2 separate regions of the Oryctolagus cuniculus genome follow, and region 1 is linked to region 2. The links are chromatin contacts, called in public Micro-C maps. All regions are on one chromosome and are shown on one strand. Each heading gives the region's core, a stretch centred on a gene start, on an enhancer-like site or on the middle of the called end of the contact. The rest is flanking DNA. Distances are from core to core; before and after follow the strand shown.

The links. Hi-C and Micro-C count contacts between places; a contact is called where the count stands out from the background.
Region 1: a Micro-C map of ear pinna shows a contact between it and region 2, with 7 times the contacts expected there. The contact joins the promoter of DESI2 here to the promoter of ADSS2 in region 2. A contact is called at or near these places in 3 of 6 Hi-C or Micro-C datasets (ear pinna, psoas muscle and an unstated tissue).

Annotation. Positions count from the first base shown.
Region 1 is chr13:64,595,813-64,602,561 of mOryCun1.1, forward strand. DESI2 (desumoylating isopeptidase 2) reads left to right here and starts at 5,059. Exons shown (of 5, transcript XM_051821504.2): 1 at 5,059-5,155. The coding sequence starts at 5,129. It overlaps CATSPERE (catsper channel auxiliary subunit epsilon), which reads left to right. Exons shown (of 22, transcript XM_070055618.1): 22 at 1-4,925.
Region 2 is chr13:64,416,899-64,423,610 of mOryCun1.1, forward strand. ADSS2 (adenylosuccinate synthase 2) reads right to left here and starts at 2,245. Exons shown (of 13, transcript XM_070055619.1): 1 at 1,923-2,245. The coding sequence starts at 2,105. It overlaps CATSPERE (catsper channel auxiliary subunit epsilon), which reads left to right and starts at 4,556. Exons shown (of 22, transcript XM_070055618.1): 1 at 4,556-4,846. The coding sequence starts at 4,782.

The sequences.
Region 1 (6,749 bases), core at 3,809-6,308, 180 kb after region 2:
GCCCACAAGGCAGTTAATGGCCCAAATTTCAGTAAGAGTGATTTCCATCTTGTTACCATTATGGAATTCCTAGAGACGAGGGAAGCAGAGAAATGACAAGTGAGCCTTGTTCAGTTCTAACTTCCCAGCCAGGGACAATTTCATGCCTTGCCTGAAATGATAACCCACTCCACAAACAGCTAGCAGTGTCCACCTGAACAACTTTTGCATCCAAAGCCCTACCAATCACATTTCACTTCCATCTGGATGGCCTGGAACAATTACCAATAGCTTAAAAAGTCACCACATAACTAAAGACAGCTAAGGCAAAGTTTTCCATTATCTCCTGAATTTTTCAACTATGCAGTCTCAGATACAACTTTGACATAAAAAATGGACTATTTCAAGGGACGAGCATTTGCTTCCATGGTTTAGACACCACTTGGGATGCAGGCATCCCATTTCAGAGCGCCTGGTTTGAGTCCTAGCTACGCTGCTTCCAATTCAGCTCCCTGCTAACGTGCACTCTAAGAAGGCAGAAGATGATGGCTCAAGTACTTGGTTCCCTGTTACTCACATGGGAGATCCAGATTGAATTCCTGGTTCCTGACTTCAATCTGGCCCAACCTGGCTGTTGCATACACTTGGGGAGTGAACCAGTGAATGGAAGATCTCTGTCTCTCTGGCTTTCAAACAAAATGGAAATAAATAAAAATGGACTATTTAAAGATCCATTAGAAGAATCCACATGCTCATCCTTTAAAGCTGGACCAAAACAATCAAATTGTCAACCTATAACATCTGGCAGAGACTGGGACAGAGGGGATGGGGAGAGAACTGAGTGTGACCTCCTAATACAGTCCTCCTCACTATCCTTGAGGGATTGGTTCTAGGACCCCAACATGGAAACAAAAGCTATGGATGTCAAGTCCCTTATATAAAATGGCAAAGTATTTGTATATAACCTGTGTACCTCCTCCCATGTACTTTAAATTGTTTCTAGATTATTTACAATACCCAATACAATGTAACTGCTATGTAAGTTGTACCATATTGTTTAGGGAATAATGACAAGAAAAAAGTCTATATGTGATCAGTACAGACTTAATTTTATTTTTAAGTAAGATATTTATTTGAAGGACAGAGAGAGGGAGAGGAAGAAAAAGAAGGAAAGGGAAAGAGGAGAGAGAGAGGTCTTCCATCCACTGGTCCCTCCCCAAATGGCCGCAACTGCCAGGGCTAGGCCAGGCCGAAAACGGGAGCCAGGAGCTTCTGCATTTCCCATGTGAGTGAAGGGGCCTGAGGAATTGGGCGCATTAGCAGGGAGCTGGATCAGAAGTGGAACAGCTGAGACTCGAACTGGTGGCCATATGGGATGACAGCATTGTGGGCACAGACTTAACCCATTATGCCACAAAATCAGCCCTCAGACTTAATTTTTGAAAATGTTTCAAATCCATGATTGATTGTATCTAGGGATGCAGAAGCTGCAGAGGGCCGGCGCCGTGGCTCACTAGGCTAATCCTCCGCCTTGCAGCGCCGGCACACCAGGTTCTAGTCCTGGTCGGGGCGCCAGATTCTGTCCCGGTTGCCACTCTTCCAGTCCCGCTCTCTGCTGTGGCCAGGGAGTGCAGTGGAGGATGGCCCTGCACCCTCATGGGAGACCAGGATAAGTACCTGGCTCCTGCCATCGGATCAGTGCGGTGCGCCGGCCGCAGCGCGCCAGCCACAGTGGCCATTGGAGGGTGAACCAACGGCAAAAGGAAAACCTTTCTCTCTGTCTCTCTCTCTCACTGTCCACTCTGCCTGTCAAAAAACAAAAAACAAACAAACAAAAAAAAAACTGCAGATACAGAGAGCCAGCTGCCTTTCTCATGCGAGTGGAGAGGACACCAGCATTAGCCATTCTTCTCTGTGTCACACCTCAGGGGAGTGGCAGTTTTATAGAGCCATCAGAAGTAGCCAGCTTCCAAGATGGGTTCCAATGACCCCTGTCTCCTGCTATTTACACCCTTGTGAGGGTCCCTCTCATAATGCCCCAGACTTGGTCAGTTGGCCGATAGAGTAGACGTGAAGGAGGCTGTTCTGAGATCAGATTATAAGACACTGCCCTTGGTCACTCTCCCACTCTGTTTGGGGTCAGTTCCTCTGGGAGAAGCAGCTGCCTTGCTCTGAACAGCCCTACAGAAAGGCCCACGTGGTGATAGACTAAAGCTTCCTCCCAACAGCTGCAGAGTGGGCTTGGAAGGAGGGTCTCTAGTCGCAGATGGCTGCAGCTCTAGAGAGCCTCTGAGCAGAGGCACTCACACACACTGCCTTTAGATTCCTGACCTTGACATACTGCGAGACATCATCTGTTTTAAGCTGCAAAAAATAAAATACAACTGGACTCAGTTTCCCTCTTGAACATAGGTAGCAATAAACTCTCATGTTTATTTTCCTTTATACTGGTTTGGGCAGATCCTGTCTCCCTCTAGGTTACCTAAGAAATAGTTTGTGTGACTATGGGAGGTTTCATCAAAGCTACTTCTTCTTTTTCAACCCAAGCTACTTTTATATGAATTGCTTGGTGTTGCGGGGGCCTGCACTCTGCAAAGCACATTTCTGCTTTCCCTGGGTTTCCCTGGTAGGCTTCCCTGGTTGGGAACTCTGGAGGAGGAGGCTGGAAGGCGGGAGAGGAAGGAGGATCTGCTGCTCTCCACCTTTCAGACAATAGAAATTAACCAGGGCCGCCTTCCCTCCACGCACCTGATTTCAATAACAATAGTTGATTCTAGCTTAACATTTTTTTTTTAAGATTTTTTTATTTGAAAGGCAGAGTTACAGGAGAAAGAGAGAGTGGGGGCGTTGCAGATGGAGGCTTAACCCGCTAGCCACAGCACTGTCACCGTCCTCTGGGTTACCATTTTTTAGTTTCCAGGATTAGCGTCATTGTGCCCCTTTAGAAGTACCAGCAGCTCCTCTCTTTAGAATTTGGAATGCCAGCTCAGTGAGGCTCTCCTGCAAACTTCGAAGGTTTTAAAATTCCAGTCCCTTTGTCCTTGCAGGCCTGGGGTGCCAGCTGTTCTGGCTTTCTGCTACCTTAGTGTTCCATTTTTGTCTTTTTTAGGTCTCCATTACCCAGTTTACAATTCTTTAAGTTTTCCTTGTTGTCTCCTGACAACTACCTTCAATAAGTCTTCTTGTTATACTCAACTACTGCTTGTCTCCTTCGGCTTAAATTATTAATCTATGCATTAGCATTAGTGTGTGTGTGTGTGTCTTTCACTGGACTGTGATTCATGAGAATAGGAATCATATCCATTTTGTCACCAATGAACTAGTGAAACACCGTGGCTGACACAGAAAAGGGACTCGTTTAATGCTTGTTCATTGACTGGATGATGGATCATTTCCATTATTGGATCAATACCCAAATTAGATGAGCAATAAAACTCCATCATCAGATGATGAATTCTATTTTACACCTGATAAATTCAAAGGGATCAAGAGATTTTCACATGTGATCCCCAGAACCCAGAAGGATGTTACCTTTCACAGGAAAAGAGGATTTAGCAGACATGATTAAGGATCTTCAGATGGGGAGATTATTCAGGATTATCCGGGTGGGCCCAATCTTATTGCACAGATCTTTCTGTGTGAGAAAAAGAATGTCAAAAAGGATATGATGACACGAATAGAGGTTGCAGTGGTATGGCCATGAACCAAAGAACAAGAGTAGCCTCCAGAAGCCGGAAAAGGCAACAGAGCACATTCTTCCCCAGAGCCTCCCAATGGGACCCAGATCTTGATTTTAGCCCATGGAGTCCATACTTAGACTTCTGATATCTAGAATTGTACGATAATAAATTAGTGATTTTAGACCATAAGCTTGCAGTGATTTGTTGCAGTGATGAGTACATCCTGGACGGGAAGTCAGATAGGCTGCAGGTTCTACAGCACTCAGGAGGGAGCAGAGGTTGAAGCTAGGGACAGGCATCTGTGAAGGTAGCAGGTGACAGTTACAGCCCTGAGAGTGGATGAGATCACAAAGAGCAAAGGGAGGGTGCAGAGTAAGAGGGGAAGTGAACTGGCTGTTCATATAAAGTAGAGCAGCCAGGACTAAATGAATTTTAAGTATTCAGTGCTTGTCCTCACAATTCCTGGGAGAAAGGGATTTAGAAGAAGGGATTAAGTAGGGGCCAGTGTGTGTAGCAGGTAAACGCCGGAATCCTAGATGGGGCTGGCTCGTGTTCCAGCCGTTCCACTCCCAATCCAGCCCCCTGCATAAAGATGGCCCAAGTCCTTGGGCCCCTACCACCCACATGGGAGACCCAGAAGAAGCTCCTGGCTCCTGGCTTTGGCCTGACCCAGTCCCAGCCATTATGGTTATCTGGGAAGTCTACCTCTGTAACTCTTTCAAATAAATAAATCTTAAAAAAAAAAATGGGATTAAGTGGTATGTTCATTGGGTTAGGTGGGGAGGGATGCCACAGCAGGAAACAAATTTTAGAAACAAATTTTAGAACTTTGTAACCTGAACAATCAAATTACAACCGGGGGTACAAAGAATTTGCTGCCCCTCAATACTGCCTGGCAATCAAACCATATTTCCTTAGTATACTTATTTTCTCTATTTTACATCTTTATTCAAACTTGCTACACCCCTTTTCCTCACTTCTCATCTTGCTTTGCAATTCATTGAGAAGATAAAAATCAGAAAAGGATGCTCACCTTCCTCATCTCAGTTCTGACCTATTGCTATCTACCTTGCCCTTAAAAAAAAAAAAAAATTGAAAAGCAGAGTTACACAGCGAGGAAGAGATAGAGAGAAATCGTTCATCAGCTGGTTTACTCCCAAAATGGCCGTATGGGTCAGGTCTGGAACTCCATTCTGGTCTCCCATGTGGGTAGCAGGGGCCCAAGGACTTGGACCATCTTCCCCTGCTTTCCCTGCGAACTCCAACTTGGCACTCGGGTGGGATGCCAGCGTCGCAGGCAGTAACTTAACCTGCTGAGCCATAACGCGGGTCCTTATCTTCCTTGCTTTCTATGCCATCACAATGCACCCACATCTTGCACCCAGTCTTCTAGCCCATTCTTCCTAATAAAGGTCAACCCCTCTTGTGCCCCAGATCCTCCCCTTCTTGTGCCCCAGATCCTCCACACCATGGTCTACAACACCGCCTGGCATGTGGTAAGAACGTAAGTATTTGTTGAACACAGAAGCGCCTCTATACCCCTGGGTTGTGCTGTACTTTTTCCATCTCAGCAGGATAGTTTCATAAAATGCAAGTTCTATGTTGAAGATTAACTGGATGCACATGACATCTCATTCATACCAGTAACGCTTCCTTTATTCCCCCACACCTCCTCTTGCTAAAAAAGAGAGCGATCTGGAAAACGGATTCATCACTGTGGTCTTTGCTACATTTGACTTCATTGGGCTCAACAAGATATAACCAGTAGCACCAGCACCAGCACCAGCACTAGCGGCGATAGGTTGAAGGTAGAGGACTTCACCTCCTGTCAAGGACAGGCAGCAAAGGATCCGCCCGCAGGTGCAAAGCGCTGCATGCTGGGATCTGTAGTCTCCCTGGGAGAACTAGTCTGGTAGGGTCGGAACCCCAGCAGCATGCTGGGAGTTGTAGTCGAAGGCAGTTGAGACAGCCTCTGCCCTTCCAGTAGCGAGACGGAGTGGGGGTGGGGGTGGGGAGGGTTGGGATCCTCGCTGCATGCTGGGAACTGCAGTCTCTCTGGGGCCCCGCTCCTCCAGGGCGAAGAGATGCCGAGGCTGCCGCCATTTTAGGTCCTGAGGAGCGGCAGCCAAGTACCACAGCGCAAGCGGGCTCAGCCCTGGCGCCGGGCCGGCCCCGCCCACGGGGCGCCCGGCGCCCGCCCCTCGCTCAGGCCCCGCCCTTCCCCACGTGTCTGCCGCCTAGGGGAGGCGCCTGAGCCCGAGCGGGCCCGCCACCGGTCCGGCCCGGCCCCGCAGTAGCTCCTGTCGGCAGCGCCTCGGAGCGGCCCGGCTGCCCGATGCTTCCGCTCCGGCTGCGGCGGGCCGGGCTGTACGCTTAGCGCCCGGCTCAGGCCCCCTGAAGCGCCGGCGGGGGTGGGAGCGGCCTCCGGCCCCGCGGAGACGGAGCAGCTCGAGGACGAGGCGGCGGCGGCAAGGAGGAGGATGGGGGCTAACCAGTTAGTGGTGCTCAACGTGTACGACATGGTGAGTACGGCCCCGCGTCCTGGCCCAGGCCGGCGGCCTCTCTCCGGGCGGGCTCGGCCCCGACCCCCGGCCCCCTGCGCTGCCAGGCTCGCGTCTCCGCCTCCAGCTTAGTTCTCTCGAGGTGGGGGCGGGGGACGAGCATTAGATTGTAATCCTCGCACCCTTCGGTGCTCCGTTGGTGCTGCCCAGTCAGTGCGAGGGCTTTGGGTCGGCTTGGACCTTTCCCGTGTCCTCTGCTCGGCCCGGACCCTGGCCCTGGGCCCGACCCCTTGGCCGATAGCGGCGTCCTTTCTCTAAGAGCTTCCGTCGCGGTGCCCACCTCCCCGCCGCCACCCGGCCCCCGGAGCTGCCCCTGTGCCCCGCTCCCGGCTCCTCTGCCCCTGCCACACCGTACATCTCTCTGCATGCTCAAGTCTTCAGAAACTCCCAAGTCCAGAAAGTCACAGCTGTCGATTCCCAAGCTAGACTCTCTTTTCGAAGGTGACCTGGAGTCACTGCGCCCTGGCCTCCAAGGCAGCGTCGTTAAAATGGATGAGGCTACAATTTATTAAGAAAATAGCACAGCTGA
Region 2 (6,712 bases), core at 995-3,494:
ATTGAATCTTTTTTTTAAATTATTTATTTTGAAAGGCGGAGTTACAGAAAGGTAGGAAGACACATACACACACACACAGAGAGAGAGAGAGAGAGAGAGAGAGAGAGATTTTCCATCTGCTGGTTCTCTCCTTAGAAGCTGTAACCCCAGTGCTGAGCCAGGCTGAAGCCAGGAACTAGGGGCTTCATCTGGGTTTCCCATGTGGGTGCAGGAGCCCAAACACTTGGGCCATCTTCTACTGCTTTCCTAGGCCCATTAGCAGAGAGCTGGATGGGAAGAGGAGCAGCCAAGACTCAAACTGGTGCCCATATGGGACCGCGTTGATGCAGGCAGCAACTCTGCCTGCTGCACCACAGTGCCGGCCCTCCTAATTCTTTTAGAATAAATGCTACAGTGGTTACATTTCCCCAAACCTTAGAGCCCTTAACTGAGCCCTACATGAATGCTACCATCTAGGTGAAGGAGATGACAGAGAGGAAACAAAGAGACCTCAGGTTCCTCTGAATAAGTCTTTCACCACAGCATGGTCAGATCTGATTTGAAGACAAAAGGGGCAGCAGCATGGCAGGAATTCAGGGCAACACCTCTGGGGGTGCCCAAGTGTGGAGGTAGAACAAGTGTGTTGCCAGAGGGGCAGAGGAAACAAGGCTGAAAGGGAGGGAGGCTTATCCACTCGGTGCAACAGCCATCCTAGCCAGGAAACCTGCAGAGGAGATTTCTACAAGCAGGACAATCAAGTTGGGGGAGGCAGAGCTTGCTTCTGTTTCGCTTTGCACACTCTGTGACTTGCTTGTTTCTGCACGTTCAAATGGTGTTCGATTCCAGGTAAAGGTTCCCATCCCGCCGCCCTCCGGACTTGTTTCCTCACCTGCAGCACCATCTCCTCCTAGTGTGCCAGGAATATTCTACAAGAAAAACGAGTGCAACCTACAAAGGCTATAGTTAATTCCAAAGATTACATTTGGTTTCAGAAAAGGATTTCTCATCGATTTCTGATTTTGAAATTGGGGCTGGTTAACTGAGGGCCTTTCCAAAGGTCTAGCCACCAGGCTGCTTCAAGAGGAACGACAAATAGGAAGAAAACTTAACGCTGAAAACCACGTGTCTCCCGGTAGGAAGTGCATTACCACTCGGTTTCCCTGAAGGGAACTTTCGATGTGACTGTGACACTGTAAACAGTTCCAAATGCCCGATGTGACATCCATGTATTTCCTTGCCTCACTTTGTAACAGAGCGGGGATTCCCTTCTTCTGGGAACACAGAGTAAAGAATCTCTCCTGCAAACGTAAACAAAACCCCACAGGGCCCTTTAACAGTCCAAAGCCCAGAAGGTGGGTTCTGATGTCAACAAAGTAGACCTGAGAAGGCAGCACTCGGCACTGCCGGGGCCTGCAGGTGGGGCAACGGTGAGTCTGGATTTCAGGGCATTTTGGAAAAAATCCACTCCCACTTGGCCGCCCTGGATGGGTGGGTGATGGGCAGGTTCTGCGGCCGCGCCTGGTTCCCGCCCCGTCCCCGCCCGGAGTCGGGAGCAGGCCTCGGGCGGTAGCTCCTCAAACTCCGACCGCATCCCACCCCGCGCCCGGCCCCAGTCTCCGAACCGGGCACCGGTCCCCACACCGAAATCTGCAACTCCCAGGCACCGCGCGTCTATCGAAGATCCCCCGTCAGCCGCATTGTCCTCCAGAGCCACCCAGAGCTTCACCCGAGACTCCAGGTTGGGGGGGGGGGGGGTCCCTGACCTCCCGCCATTTCTGCTTGTCGCCGCAGCTCACAGCAAGAGCAGAGAACCTCAAGGTGACACCTCCTTTTTGGCCGGCAGATCTGGGTTCTGGGCCCGAGTTCCCGGGCACCAGAAGCCCAGCGGCCAGGAAGCCGCGGCTCCCGGGCCCGGCTTCGCGGTCAGAGCCGCGCCGCCTTACCTGGCAGCGGCACACGATGTCGGCGTCCTGCGCCAGCAGATCCACCACCTTCCCTTTGCCTTCGTCACCCCACTGCGCGCCGAGCACCACCGTCACCCGATTGCCTCCCGGCTGCGCCCTGGGCCGGCCGCAGTCGCCGTTGGGCAGGGAGGATGCTGCCGGGTTGGTCTCGGCGAACGCCATGGCTCCGCTGAGGCGGCGAGGACAGCCCGAAGGGGACGCGGCCAACGAGGAGTGCGCGAACTAAACCGCTCTGCGGCCGCCAGCCACATGCGGAGGAAGAAGGAGCCAGAGGCCGGCCCCGCCCCCGCCCCCGCCCCGCCGGGCCGCCACCCTCCAGCCAGGCCCCGCCCCGCTCTCCGCCGCGGCCCGCTCACGGGGCGACCACGACTGCCCCGCGCAGGCCAACCTCGGCAGCACCACCCGCACAACAAGCCCGCCACCCCGGGGCCGAGGCCGCGCCCCTTCCGCGGCCAGGCGCGCCACTCCAGCGCGGACCCCGCGAGCGGAAGGGGCAGGGGCGGGGCTTCAGTCGCGCTTCACCTCCAACGCCCCGCCCACTCCCCCGTCCTCCCGCTTTCAAACTTCAGAGGCGCGGAGGTGCGTCGGACTACAGCTCCCGGCATGCAGCGCTCTGGGCTGCGGCGCCGTAGTCCCGTGCCCCGGTGTCCCGGTGTCTGCCATCTGCCGGTTTCCGTCTCTGGAAACGTTCGTTTTTGTTTTAAAAGATTGATTTCTATTAAGGGCTGAGATACTGTACATAGAATGAAAAAGGTGCGATTTTAAAATGCAAACAAGAAATGAGAACGTGTACCTTCAGGGATGGAAAGTAAAATTCCACAGTAAGAGCAGAGATGGAGGCACAGGTCAAAAAGGGCAAACTCAAAAGTAAGGCACAGGATATTAGCTCAGGAAATCTAGAGATCAAGTAGAGCCCTTACCCTTCTTATGCTACACGTTAGTGATAAAGGCTCAGGCTCCGAGAGGAAGGAATTATCTGTTAATTATGTACAGATGAGAGTACACCAGTAAGGTCATAGAAAAATGGAGGTAAAGCGCTAGTTTATGATGGCGCAAAAAATTTTGAAATCCTTGCATAGTTTTTTCATAACACATTTTCCACGAGCTTCTTCAAGTGCTCCTGTACTATGATGAAATTCTGAATTCCTCACAACCTTGCAGATACGGTAGGTGATACTATCTTATCCTTATTTTGCAGGATGAAAGCGAGGTCGCTAGGTAGGCATTTGGAGCAGCAGTAAAGATGCTGTTTGCGATGCCCACATTCCATATCTGAGTGCCTGGCTTAGCTTCCCAGCCCGCCTCACTGCTAACGTGGTTCCTGGAAGGCAGCAAGTGATGGTGCAGGTGCTTGTGCTAGCGCCCATGTGACAGACCTGCGTTGAGTGCCAGGGTGCTGGTTTCAGCCTGCTGCAGCCCCAGATATTGTAGGTATTTGAGGAATAAACCACTAGAGGAAATTCTCTCTCTCTCTCTCTCTCTCTCTCTCCTCCCCCTGCCTCCCTCCCTTTCAACTTTCCAAATAAATAATTTTTGTTTTGTTTTGTTTTCAAGTCAATGTGTTTTTAATTAAAAAATGGAGCTGTTGCACAGCTGGTTAAGCAACTTCTTGGGACACCTATATCCCACATTAGAGTGCCAGTTGGAGTCCCAGCTGTTGTTCTTCCAATCCAGCTTCCTACTAATGTATCCTGAGAGGTAGCAGATGATGCTTCCAGAGCTTGATCCCCTGCCCACCCACGTGGGAGACCCAGAGAGAGTTCCTGCCTCCTACGTTTGGCCTGGCCCAGCTCTCACTGTTATGATCATTTGGGAAGTATATGGGTAGATGAAAGATACTTCTTTCTCTCTCTCTCTCTTTCTGTCTCTCTCTCTCTCTCTCATTCTGCCTTTGAAGTACATAAAAATAAACATTACAAAACATTTTAATAAAAGCTAGGTAACTTGATGCAGTGGGCTGTGAATTGGTACCTAGACAGAGCCCAGAGCCCAGTCCCTTACTGAATAGCCTACTCATTACTTCTAAGTGCCTTTCAGTGCTAGATTATAGAGTATGTCTACTGTTGACCCTTTCAGTTGCACAGAAATTAACTACACATCTCATTAAGATAAAAATTGCTTGGGAAAAGGTGGGAATAGAATCGTGTCATATGTAGTGTCTCCCAAATCATATACGACACCACATTCTCTAATGATCTTTCAAGGCGTTTCAGTATTTTTTTTTAAGATTTATTTATTTTACTTGAAAGAGTTACACAGAAGAGAAGGAGAGGCAGAGAGAGAGAGAGAGAGAGAGAGAGAGAGGTGTCCACTGGTTCACTCCCCAATTGGTCACAACGATCAGAGCTGTTCCAGTCTGAAGCCAGGAGCCAGGAGCTTCCTCTGGGTCTCCCACGCGGGTGCAGGGGCCCAAGGACTTGGGCCACCTTCTACTGCTTTCCCAGGTCACAGCAGATTGTAGCAAGTGCCCAGTGTTGAGCATGCAGTAGGTGCTCAATAAGCAACGCATTACTCTTCAGCTCTGCTCCCTTTAGAAGTCTGTGGCAGCACGCTTTGCTCCCTGGCACGCTCTGCAGGAACGCCTTTGCTATGGCAGTGGTGCTGGAGTCTCGGGAAGAACTGGGCGAAAACCTACACTCAGAAGACGCCAGAGTCACGCCTTTCCGCAAACCTGGTTTACACTTGCGCGCTCCCGCCAGCCGTCCGGCCTCCGCACACTTCCTCGCGCGGCTGGACACGTGCCCCTGCCCTGGCGCGCCTGTGCAGCCCGCAGCCCCGCCACCGCGCGGAGCCCAACGGGCACTGGTGAGGCCGTTGGGCCGAGGTGAAGCCGGTGCCATGGCGACCCCGGGAGTGGCGGTGCTGCTGTCGTGGCTGAGCTGCTGTGGCTGGGCCTTGTGGAGGTAGAGAGACGCCCCGTTCCCGCACCCCGTGAGTCCACGGCCCGCTCGCCCTGGCAGTCCTCGTGCCAGAGGGTGTTGCGGGGCCTTGGTGTTGCGGGGCCTTGGTGTTGCTGGCCCCTGGCCCGCCAAGAGCCCTTAGGGATTCTGCTTTCCCGCTGCGGGACCCCTGGGCCCTAGAGGAGAACAGTGAATGGGAACCAGGAAGGCTCTGGCAGTGGGCAGGGAGGAGGCACTATCCCAAGGCAGCTAGGGGGAACCAGCAGCCTAGGCCGAGTAGTTGCTTTCTAAAACATAACCACCATGCAAATGGAAGGTGCGTTGACTCTGGGGGTAACGTGCTCCAAGTTCTGGAAGATTCACCAGGCAAATTTGACTGTTGTTCAGTATGTAGTGCTGGCAGCGTTGCAAAGGGTATGGAATTGTTTTAGATGGCCGGCTTTTGGCTCAGTGGTTAAGACTGACTGCACTTGGACTGGCGCATCCCATACAGGAGCGCCTGGGGTTCAAGTCCTAGCTCTACTTCCCATCCCAGCCTCCTGCTAATACAGAATCTGGGAGGCAGCAGGTAATGGCTCAAGTAGTTAGATCCCGCCATCCACGCGACAGACCTGAATTCTGCGCTGCTGGCTTGGAAATGACCCAGCCCTGGCCCTTGTGGGTATTTGGGGAGTGAACCAAGGATGACAGGTCTTTCTGTCTGTCCCTTTGCCTCTTAAATAAATAAATATATATTGCAATTTTAGAAATATTTTTCACTATATGTTAAAACACAGATGATTAACCAGAAAAATCACATCCTATGAATATTCTGTTTTCACCATACTGATAATCATTGCCTGTAACATAAAAGGTTAAGAATACTAATAAATCAAACCATGGTAGTGGTTTCAGAGGGAAGAGACATCTCATTAGAAAGAAGAGATCAAATAAAAAGTAATAGTAGGAACCAGCATTGTGGTACAGTGGGTTTCACTGCCATTTGCTGCACCGGCATGTAATATCAAGAGTACTGGTGGGAGGCATGGCTACACCACTCCCAAACCAACTTCCTGCTAATGTGCCTAAGGAATCAGCACATGATGGCCCAAATGCTCAGCCACCTGCCACCGATGTGGGAGACTAGGATGGGTTCCTGGCTTCAGCTTGGCTGTTGAGGCCATTTGGGGAGTGAGTCAGCTAATGGAAGGTTTGTCTCTCTGTCTGTTTGTCTCTCTCACACACACAGGCCCCCCACTCCTTCTTACTTTCTTTCTGTGCCTCTTCCTCTCTCTGTCTCTCTGCCTTTCAAATAAATAAATGAGTCAATGAAGTAATGAGTAAGAGAAAAAATGTTGCATTTTGACAGAATTTTGTTAAGTTCATTTTGTTTTCTGGATAATGAAGATAATTTTTAAAAAAGATTTGTTCATTTGAAAGGAAGAGTTCCAGAGGCAGAGGAGTGGGTAGACAGAAAGAGTGAGCAGTCTTCCATCTGCTGGTTCACTCCCCAAATGGCCAAAAGGCCAAAACCAGGATCCTGGAATTCCACCTGGGTCTTCTATGTGGGTGGCAGGAGCCCAAGCACCTGGGCCATCTGTTGCTGCCTTCCCAGGTTCCCAGGTGCATAACGGGGGAGCTGGATTGGATGTGGAACAGCCAGGAGTTGAACTGGTGCTCAAGTGGCTTAACCTGTGTGGCCACAGCACTGACCCCAGCAACGAAGATAATGAAACCATAGGGTTGTTGTGAGGCTTGGCTGCAATGATAGGAGTATGGTTAGAGTTCTTAGCACAAGCAAGCAATGGATCGATAAATAGTGACACCTGATGTTCCTAAGGACAGCCCCTGAACCCGTTTATAAGCTTTTGTTATGTTGAACACCCCAAG